2 separate regions of the Sus scrofa genome follow, and region 2 is linked to region 1. A link is a contact called in public HiChIP or PLAC-seq data. All regions are on one chromosome and are shown on one strand. The core of a region is the stretch at or near the end of the contact, and the rest is flanking DNA. Distances in the headings are between cores, read along the strand shown. Region 1 holds the start of POLG2 (DNA polymerase subunit gamma-2, mitochondrial). Region 2 holds the start of MILR1 (allergin-1).

Region 1 (4,848 bases), core at 1,594-4,093:
CACTAGACAACCAAAAGATTTGGCAAATAAGTGGACTTAAGTCTTTAGGTTTTTTTTGTCGTTTGAGAGCCGCACCCACGGTGTATGGAGGTTCCCAGGCTAGGGGTCTAATCAGAGCCGTTGCCCCACAGCCACAGCAACGCCAGATCCGGGCCACGTCTGCGACCTACACCACAGCTCATGGCAACACCGGATCCTTAACCCACTGATCAAGGCCAGGGATCGAACCCACAACCTCATGATTCCTAGTCAGATTCGCTTCTGCTGCGCCATGACGGGAACTCCGGATTTAAGTTTCTTAAAGGCAAGGAAATGTCTGGAACATCAATAAGTACTTTGATGAATCCAAGAGAGCTATGTTTCATTTTCTAAAAGGGAATAAAAGATTGACTTTGTTTTGGGATATGATAATGAGCAGAGATTTAATTCCCCCAAAGTAAAACTACCATGGAATAATTAAAGTAGTACACATTAAAACTGTCCTATATACTCACCAGTTTAAGCTTGCTTTATTTTATTACGGAAAAATCTTTAAAAGGTTACAATACAGGTACTAATTTTCAGAAACAATGGACATTGGTTATTTTAAATTACTTCATAGTACCGCTTAATAAAAAATGGCAAGGATAGCGCTTTGCAAAGATGAGATGCTGTAGCAAGTCTGTCCTCTAAAGAACCTGATTTTTTTTCTTTTTTTTTTTTTTGGTCTTTTTAGGCTGCACCCATAGCATATGGAGGTTCCCAGGCTAGGGGTTGAATCAGAGTAGCCGCTGGCCTACACCTCAGCCACAGCAATACCAGATTTGAGCTGCATCTTTGATCTACACCACAGCTCATGGCAACTCAGGAGTCTTAACCCACTGAGTGAGGCCAGGGATTGAACCTGTGTCCTCATGGATGCCAGTCAGATTCCTTTCCGTTGAGCCACAACGGAAACTCCAAGAACCTGATTTTTTTTTCCCCCCATGTTCTATTTGACTTGAAAGGCAAATTGTGTCAAACAAATTTCTGTGTATTCACTTGAGTCACTTATATAGCTTAATTTAGTCCTATTATTATTATTATTATTTTGGTCTTTTTGCCATTTCTAGGGCCTCTCCCACAGCATATGTAGGTTCCCAGGCTAGGGGTCGAATCTGAGCCGGAGCCACCGGCCTAGGCCACAGCCACAGCAGCAACACGGGATCCCAGCCGCGTCTGCAACCTACACCACAGCTCATGGCAACGCCGGATCCTTAACCCACTGAGCAAGGCCAGGGATCAAACCTGCAACCTCATGGTTCCTCGTCAGATTCGTTAACCACGGAGCCACGACGGGAACTCCAATTTCGTCCTATTATTATATTTCCAACTCAAAAATCACCTGAAGGGCTCTTCGAACTAGACTATTGCTCAGTTTTCACTAAGAAAAACTGGGGGAGGGCATTTTCCTGTTGCTCTAGAAAAATGAGCACTTGATTAGTCTATTGTATGTAAAATTCAAAACTGTGGAAGTATTTATAAACATTTTAGAAACAATGAGCCTATGATTAATACACATGATTTAATCTCCTAATTCTAGGGCTGCTCAAGTGAACTCCAAAATTCTAGGTTGCCCTATGAAACAGCTTTACTAGATCCTAGGGCCAGATTCTTCAAGGAACAATAACGATCCCATGAACTAATTTTCTCCAGGCAGCAGTTGAAACCCAACTATTTCAAGATGAGAACCAGATAACTTCCTTTCCACGTGCATAAAGAGCCAGGTGCAATTCGTTTTAATCGAGTGAGATTGCTTTTCCACCCCAACATCTATTTTGAAGCATGAAACCGTGGAGCATACCGTGAAGAAGGTTCTCTCGTAGATTCCCAGAAGTTTTTAATAAGTTCTCAAGAAATGCTACTAGCTGTTCCTTACTCAGCTCTTTGTCTTGCAAGATTTCTCGTAGCGTTTCTGCAGAAACTAACCTGAAGGCACTGTCCCCAGGCAGCGAAGGCCCCGGTTCATGGTGGAGGGCGTCTACCGGGAAGACCTGCTCCCTGAACACCACCACCGAAGACCACCATTCTGCCGCCAGGTTCTTCCGCAACTCTATGCCCAAGGGCCAAAGCCGGGGTGGCACCCGCTGAGAAGAGAATCTCGGCTAAGCTTCCGCTTGGTGCCACTGAGAAAACGCCTTTTCTGACAGATCTCTATCAGCACCTCGCTCCCCTCATCACTAGACTCAGGAGCTTCTCTCCGCTCGCTACCGTGGGGCTCCGCAAGCCCTACGAGGGAACCGGAGCCGTTTTCTCTCAAGTACTCCGGCTGCCCCCCATCTACTCGAGTCCCAAACCCAGAAAAAAAGCACCTGCAGACTCTCTGGCAGGCCCTGCCGGCTGCACCGGAGCGCATAGTCCCCGGGAGTTAAACTTAGACCAAACCCACACACAACTATCAAGCTCCCGGAGGCGAACTGCGCAGTTGCGACGGAAGTGAGCGTGCATACGGCTAGCCCCACCCACGGAAGTGCGTCACTGTTTCTTCCGGCTGGAACCCCCTTACCGGCCTCTCCCGCTTGCAAAGGCAAATGTGGGACCCTCGGTTCTTCTCACTTCCGTCAGGCCTAGTTCGCCCTAATTTGTTGCTCTTTTTATATGTCCTCATCAACACCAATAAAGATCTTTCCATCTACTTTTCATTCTCCTGCTGTCGCCTCTATTGAGTCAGCCTTACTTTCCTTTTTGTTCAATCAGTACTTTGTATGTTGCATATTCACATTTGAATACCCCTTTTTGGAGTTCCCTTTGTGGCCAGCAGTTAACAAACCCAGCTAGGATCCATGAGGAGGCAGGTTCCATTCCTGGCCTCGCTCAGTGGGTTAAGGATCCACGCGTAGCTGTGAGCTGTGGTGTCGGCCTGCAGTTACAGCTCTGATTTGATCCCTGGCCTGGGAACTTCCATATGCCCCGGCTGCAGCCCTTAAAAAAAGCCAAGGAGTTCCCATGTGGCTCAGTGGTTAACGAATCTATGAACCATAAGGTTGCGGGTTCGATCCCTGGTCTCTCAATGGGTTAAGGATCCAGCGTTGCTGTGAGCTGGGATGTAGGTCGCAGACTCGGATCCTGAAGTGCTGTGGCTGTGGTGTAGGCTGGTGGCTACAGTTCCAATTGGACCCCTAGCCTGGGAACCTCCATGTGCCACAGCAGCAGACCCAGAAAAAGCAAAAAGCCAAAACAAAAACAAAAAAAACAAAACACCAGCCAAGGAAATGCCCCTTATTAACCTTGTATTCACAAAAATTAAGTGGTCATAGTCCTTGCAGTTCCCTCGTTGCTCAGTGGTTAAGGACTTGGCCATCACCTCTGCTGTAGCTAGTCAATCCCTGGTCCAGGAATCTCTGCATGCAGCTAGCATTAGCTGGAAAACCCAAAATGTTGGCCTTTTATTGTAATTCTAGGCCTTCCTTGCGTTTCTAGGCAAAAAGGCTGGGGCTATCCTGCCTTCCCCCATACTTCTCTCCTTTGAGTGTGCATGGGGAAAGGGGCACACACCACCTTCACACATTGTTCAAAGGGCAGCCCTTGTTACGCAGCACCTACCTCACCTGTGAAGGTTAAACAACTGTTGGAAAGGCCCAGCAATATTTTAAACCTAGTTAATATGGACGAACACTTAGAACAAAGCACTTGTGTACAGGTAAGTTGTTCCACCAAGACTCTTCTAAAACAAAACATGAGACAAACTCATAAAAAACCTTCTTAAAACAGAGTGGCAGGAGTACCTGGCCAGCTTGATGACTTTTCATTTTTACAGACCTTAGGAAAACTGCCAATAGTGGAGATGTGGTACAAGTCAGCTAGAGGAAAATAGCTGATTCCAGACCCCGTAATTTCTATTTCCAGCTTTCCTTAACCTTGAAAGGTTAACCCAGGTGAAAGAGACTACTGTATTCCACTACGTACAGCAGCTTAGCAATTGAGTAAACACGCAACAGTCAAAATTCTTCATCATGAGCAAGGCGAAGGACAGGTTCAGGAAATCATTCCATACAAGAATGTGTATGAAGTTTTTCATATTAAAAAAACAAACTAGAAACAATATTGCCCCAAAGCAATTATAGTAATTAACTGTGGAGCTGGGTAACAAGGTGTTTTCCACACCCAGGAAAACACACCAGGGAAGAGGCCTATACGCAAATAAATAAAAGAGAGAACAGGGAGAAAAATCACATTTATTAGGTTAAGACAACCACAGGCTGGACACAACACACATGCTAAAAAGTGGACTGTCTTTTAAAACTTCAAAGGTAAATAGGTAAATGTTTTCCACAGTCCCACAGTCATTTCAGTAAATGTTTACAAATTAAAAGGCCCACGTTAGACATTAAACAGTAAAATATGTAATAAATACTCCAACCTATCCCAAAAGCTTCTTATAAGTTAAAAGTCATAATGAATTTGACTAATCATGCTATTGAAAACTGTTCAATTACTAGAGGCTGAATCAGTTTTCAATGTATTAGTCCTAAAAATGCCACTCCTTACCCTGCCCCAGGAAAATTCCCATTTTACACTTTAGAGATAAGGCATTAACACCAATTAAAGTCTCACTTTAATCATCAGGATTTAAATGAAATCTCAAGGAAGACCTCTCCTCTCCTTGCAAAAAAACCTAAGTGCCAGACTCTCTGGGAAGACATTCAGGCCTACTTCTAGCCATCACTGAAATTAAGTGTTAGAAAGGTTGGTGAGCCAAAGTTAAATCTAAAACTACCTGCTGAATCTTTCTAGCAATAAACCCATGATGACCCTCACGAAAGGACCTGGATTACAGTCACTGTGCTTTTTGGTTATGTGGCTTCCTCTAGGTTAACCATTAATTAAATC
Region 2 (4,848 bases), core at 687-3,186, 56 kb before region 1:
AAAGTGAAAATAAATGAATTCTAAAATCATTTAAGTTTATAGAATCCTGAGACTTTACCAAATGGTATTTGTAAAGTTCTTTGAAAGGATATGATTTAGAAACATATAATAGATAATAGAATGGGAGTTCCCGGGCTAGGGGTCGAATCAGAGCTATAGCTGCCGGCCTACACCACAGCAACGTGGGATCTGAGCCGCATCTTCAATCTACACCACAGCTCACAGCAATGCTGATCCCTAACACAGTGATGTCGAGGCCAGGGATTGAACCTGCGTTCTCACGGATTCTAGTCAGGATTGTTAACCACTGAACCACGAAGGAACTCCCATGGCTGGAACATTTAAAAATTTTATCATTGTTATTGTTCATCGGAGTTGAGGATTTAACACCAGGAACAACTGAAGTGAAGAGAAATACACAATTTATTGAGATTACACATTACCCAATGGCCACCAGTTTGAAGGAATTCGTTGGAAAAGTTCAAGGCGGTCGGCATGTCAAATCATCCCCAAAAGTGGACAGGGCTCACTTTTGGGGATAATGTTGCAACCATTTCTGAACATCAACAAAATTTTAGAAATTATGATAATAATTTTATCAGTGATTTGCTCAAAAATTTATATCACCTGAATAGTTTTATAATATAGCTTAGTTTATTTAGAGATAAAGCAGGAGTGGTGAAATATATTTTAAAATATTGGATCCGTGGAGTTCCCATTGTGGCGCAGTGATTAACGAATCCACTAGGAACCATGAGGTTGCGGGTTAGATCCCTGCCCTTGCTCAGTGGGCTAAGGATCCGGCGTGGCTGTGAGCTGTGGTGTAGGTTGCAGACACGGCTCGGATCCTGTGTTGCTGTGGCTCTGGGTAGGCTGGCAGCTATAGCTCTGGTTAGACCCCTAGCCTGGGAACCTCCATATGCCGAGGGAGCGGCCCAGAAATGGCATAAAGACAAAAAATAATAATAATAAAAAAATAAAATATTGGATCCGTGTGTTGTGTATTTCTCTCCTGGTTGTAAAATATTTTTAATAATACCTCTGCACACCTCATAGAGGTTCTGTAAGGAGTGTGAAGCTCTTAGACAACAGAAAGCCTAACTTTACTGTTTGACTATTTAGTGTTATCAAGTTTATCAATATGGCAAATTGCTGTGGACCATGACAAGGTGCATCTGTCTTGATCTGGGCCCCAAGGAACGTGCCTGGTCCGTGGATGAACTTTTTCTTTTTCCATTTGATTTGTTGTGTAGCCTCTGACATATCACGATCCTTTTCCCAGGGCCTCACTAAGGCAATGCTAGCAACGTTTACAGCAGCTCTAAGCAGCACTTCCCCTGGTTTCCTTTGTTGTCTTTGTGTCCAAGCTGCGGTTTGCAAGCTTCCTGCCCCAGCTGAAAGTTCTACTCACAGCAATGCCCCAGACGTGTCAGCGTTTCTGGAGAACCCAGATCTCTCCCATGCTCAGGCCAGGATGGATGGACAATGGAGGGAAAAGTCAAGAAGGAAACCTCTGATTCCCTTTAGCAGAAATTCTGGCATTGTGGGTCATCCTATCAGAGAGTAAATCTGTGGGGTTCTTTCTCTCCCTCTTCTTTAGTGAAAGAAACCGCCACCAATATCACAGTATCAAAGCATCGAGTGCCGTCTTTGTTAGAAGGCTGGGTGCTTGAGAAGTGACTTTTATTTATTTATTTATTTATTATTTATTTATTTTGCCTTTTTAGGGCCACAAATGAGGCATATGGAGGTTTCCAGGCTAGGGGTCTAATCGGAGCTGTAGCCGCCGGCCTAAGCCAGAACCACAGCAAGCCCAGACCGAGCTGCGTCTGCGACCTACATACACCACAGCTCACGGCAACACAGGATTCTTAACCCACTGAGTGAGGCCAGGAATCAAAGCTGCAACCTCATGGATTCGTTAACCACTGAGCCACAACGGGAACTCCCAGAAGTGACTTTTCAGGTCAGAAGGAAATAAAAGCCTTTTATGAACTGAAAGCTAAATAAGATGAATTGCTTCCAGACAGTGAAGGCCAGACAAAGAGGAAATGGGGGTGACGGCAGCAGGCCCGGGCTCTGCTCAGACCCCCAGGGGTGGCCAGATGTGGGACCGGAAATGACTGACCACCACAGGAGGGACCTGGGGAGCCCGAGCAAGAAGCACCTGGAGTGAGTTCTTATGGAGGTTGGATGATGTCCTAGAGGAACTTGTACCTGGGCAGGGAGGGCCCTGTCTTCCCCACAGAGAGGGCGCCTGTCCATGGGAATGTGTGAGACCTACAGGACCAACCCTGGGTGGCAACAAGAATCAGTAACACAAGTGGCCCAGCTCAGTTACACCTCCTGCCACTTGGGAACCTCTCACCACTTCCCACTTCAGGCTGGCAACAGCAAAGTGTGTGGCTTTGTTACTGCATGCACTTTGCAGAGTCAGGAGAATTCTGGATTGGGTAGTGGTGAATCACAAGTCACTGTGGGTTGTAATTTAGAGACTCTGAGACCACTGGGGCCCTTGTGAAAATTCAGAGTCCCAGGTTTCACCCCCAGTAAGCTTGGAGCAGGGCCTAGGAACCAGCAATGAACACAATCAGGCATTTCTGCTGCCACGTTTCTTTCTTTCTTTCTTTCTTTTTGGTCTTTTTAGGGCTGCACCCACGGCCTATGGAGGTTCCCAGGCTAGGAGTCAAATAAGACCTGTAGCCACAGGCTTATGCCACAGCCATGTTTCCATGTGTCTCTGTAGAGTCAATATTGCTTCCCAAGACTAAACCGCACTTCTGCTAATTCCTTTAGACATAGGCTGAATCCAGAAAGAGATGAGCAGGTGGGTTTACATAAAGACAACACTTTTTCTTTTCCCACTGTCCAACTTCCCAGCCAGCCTGAACTACAGGCAACCTGCCATATCTCTGCTTACAAGAACTCTCAGGGTCACACCAACCAGTCTTCTGTGTCAGGCTTTGTTCATGCAACTCTGACTTCTCTAACTTGGTCAAAAAGGAGGAAGTTCTCTAAGTGATTTACCACCCGGGTTCCACCAAGCCTCCCTCGTCCTCCTCTTGATTTCATTCAGGAGAATGTGGAGCCATCTGAACAAACTATTCTTTGGGGGCATTTTGCCTTCTGTCGCATTTAAGGCGTCCTTACCATTCTGAAGCTTGAACCTCCAAATCGAAACACCATGTGGAAAAAGAGTCTTCTCATGTTCCTTTTCTCTCTTCCAGTTCAAAAGGCTGCACTGGATTGTGAGAGGATGAGAAAAACAAATGGTAAGTTTCACTTACTTTACTCTTCTACTAAAGCTGTCTTCACCGAAGCAATGAGATGGTCAGCTTTAAGCATGACCATTCATGAATGGGTTTTTCTATGCTTTTTGATGAACAACCAAAGAGGTAAGTCTTTTCCATTACCTACTGCTCAAAACGAGGTGATTTTAGGGAGGGAGTTGAAGGATCTTTCCTGAGACTCAGAGACAAAATATTGAGACTGCTTTTTACAATGAAATGGTTCCTTCTCTGCTGTTTTCTTTTTTTCCTTTTTCTTTTTGCGTCTTTTTTGGGCCGCTCCCGCGGCACATGGAGGTTCCCAGGCTGGGGGTCCAATCGGAGCTATAGCTGCTGGCCTATGCACAGAAATGTCAGATCCCAGCCGTGTCTGTGACCTACACCACAGCTCAGGGCAACGCCGGGTCTGTAGCCCACCTAGCAAGGCCAGGGATCAAACCTGCGTCCTCTTGGATGCTAGGCAGATTTGTTTCTGCTGAGCCACGACAGGAACTCCTATGCTGTTTTCGTAATTAGAAAATAAAAAAACAATCATTGTAAAATAATTCAATCAACACTAACAATATATACTGGGAGGCATATTATCTCATAGAGTTAGCCTGTTGTGGTCCTAACCCTGGTTCTACCGTTTTCCAGCTGGCAGCCTGGGCACGTAAGGAAACCACTTTAAGCTTAATTTCTTTTTTTCAAAAATAAATTTTGGAGTTCCTGTCGTGGCGCAGCAGAAACAAATCCGACTAGGAACCATGAGGTTGTGGGTTCGATCCCCGGCCTCACTCAGTGGGTTAAGGATCTGGCGTTGCCCTGAGCTGTGGTGTAGGTCACAGATGCGGCTCAGATCTGGTGTTGGCTGTGGCTGTGGCCGGCGGGTACAGCTCCGATTGGACCCCTAGCCTGGGAACCTCCATGTGCCGGGGTGCAGCCCTAAAAAGACAAAAAAAAAGAAATTTTTACTGGAGTATAGTTGACTTAGAAAGTTGTGTTAGTTTCGGGTGTACACGAACTTAATTTCTATCTTCTGTGAAGTGGGGAAAATAAAAGCACCTCTCAGGGAGGGGTGTTGTGAGGACTGAGACAAGCCATGCCCCTCAGCACAGAGCCTGGTGTATGGGGAACCATTCATAAAAGCGAGCCCAGGTCGTTGCTGTTACTATACTATAAAATGTGCAAGCTCTGTGACATCCCCTCGGACCCCTCTCCCCTTTCAGAAGCAACTACCATTAACAGTCCTTTTCATTTCAATATCATAGTAAACAGACTATGTCCTGCCCGTGACCCGTCCCTTTTAAAATTAATAATAAATCCCAGACATTTTTTCTAAAAGGGAGATGCAGAGAGAGCTCCTTTTTTTTCAACAGCTGCGTGGCATTTCATAATAGAACTCAGCCGTAATTCATTGAACCGTCATCACCTTATTGGTTGTCCCATTTTTTCCTTTTCAATAGAAACAGTACTACATAAACATCCTTGTACAAACACATTTTGTGGACACGCTGAGTGTGTGAGAGTATCTCTGCAGAATAAAATCCTAGAAGTGACACTGCTGGGTCCAAGGGCATGT

Evidence for each region. HiChIP or PLAC-seq counts read pairs in DNA pulled down with a chosen protein or histone mark.
Region 2: an H3K27ac HiChIP or PLAC-seq map of alveolar macrophages shows a contact between it and region 1. The contact joins the promoter of MILR1 here to the promoter of POLG2 in region 1. A contact is called at or near these places in 2 of 47 Hi-C or Micro-C datasets (embryonic fibroblasts and epiblast stem cells) and 1 of 2 datasets of contacts at active chromatin or transcription factors (alveolar macrophages).

The regions. Positions count from the first base shown.
Region 1 is chr12:14,580,070-14,584,917 of Sscrofa11.1, reverse strand. It overlaps POLG2 (DNA polymerase subunit gamma-2, mitochondrial), which reads right to left and starts at 2,843. Exons shown (of 9, transcript XM_021066763.1): 1 at 2,083-2,843; 2 at 1,823-2,080. The coding sequence starts at 2,374. It overlaps DDX5 (probable ATP-dependent RNA helicase DDX5), which reads right to left. Exons shown (of 14, transcript XM_021066761.1): 14 at 4,178-4,848.
Region 2 is chr12:14,635,034-14,639,881 of Sscrofa11.1, reverse strand. It overlaps MILR1 (allergin-1), which reads left to right and starts at 1,936. Exons shown (of 9, transcript XM_021066766.1): 1 at 1,936-3,272. The coding sequence starts at 3,185.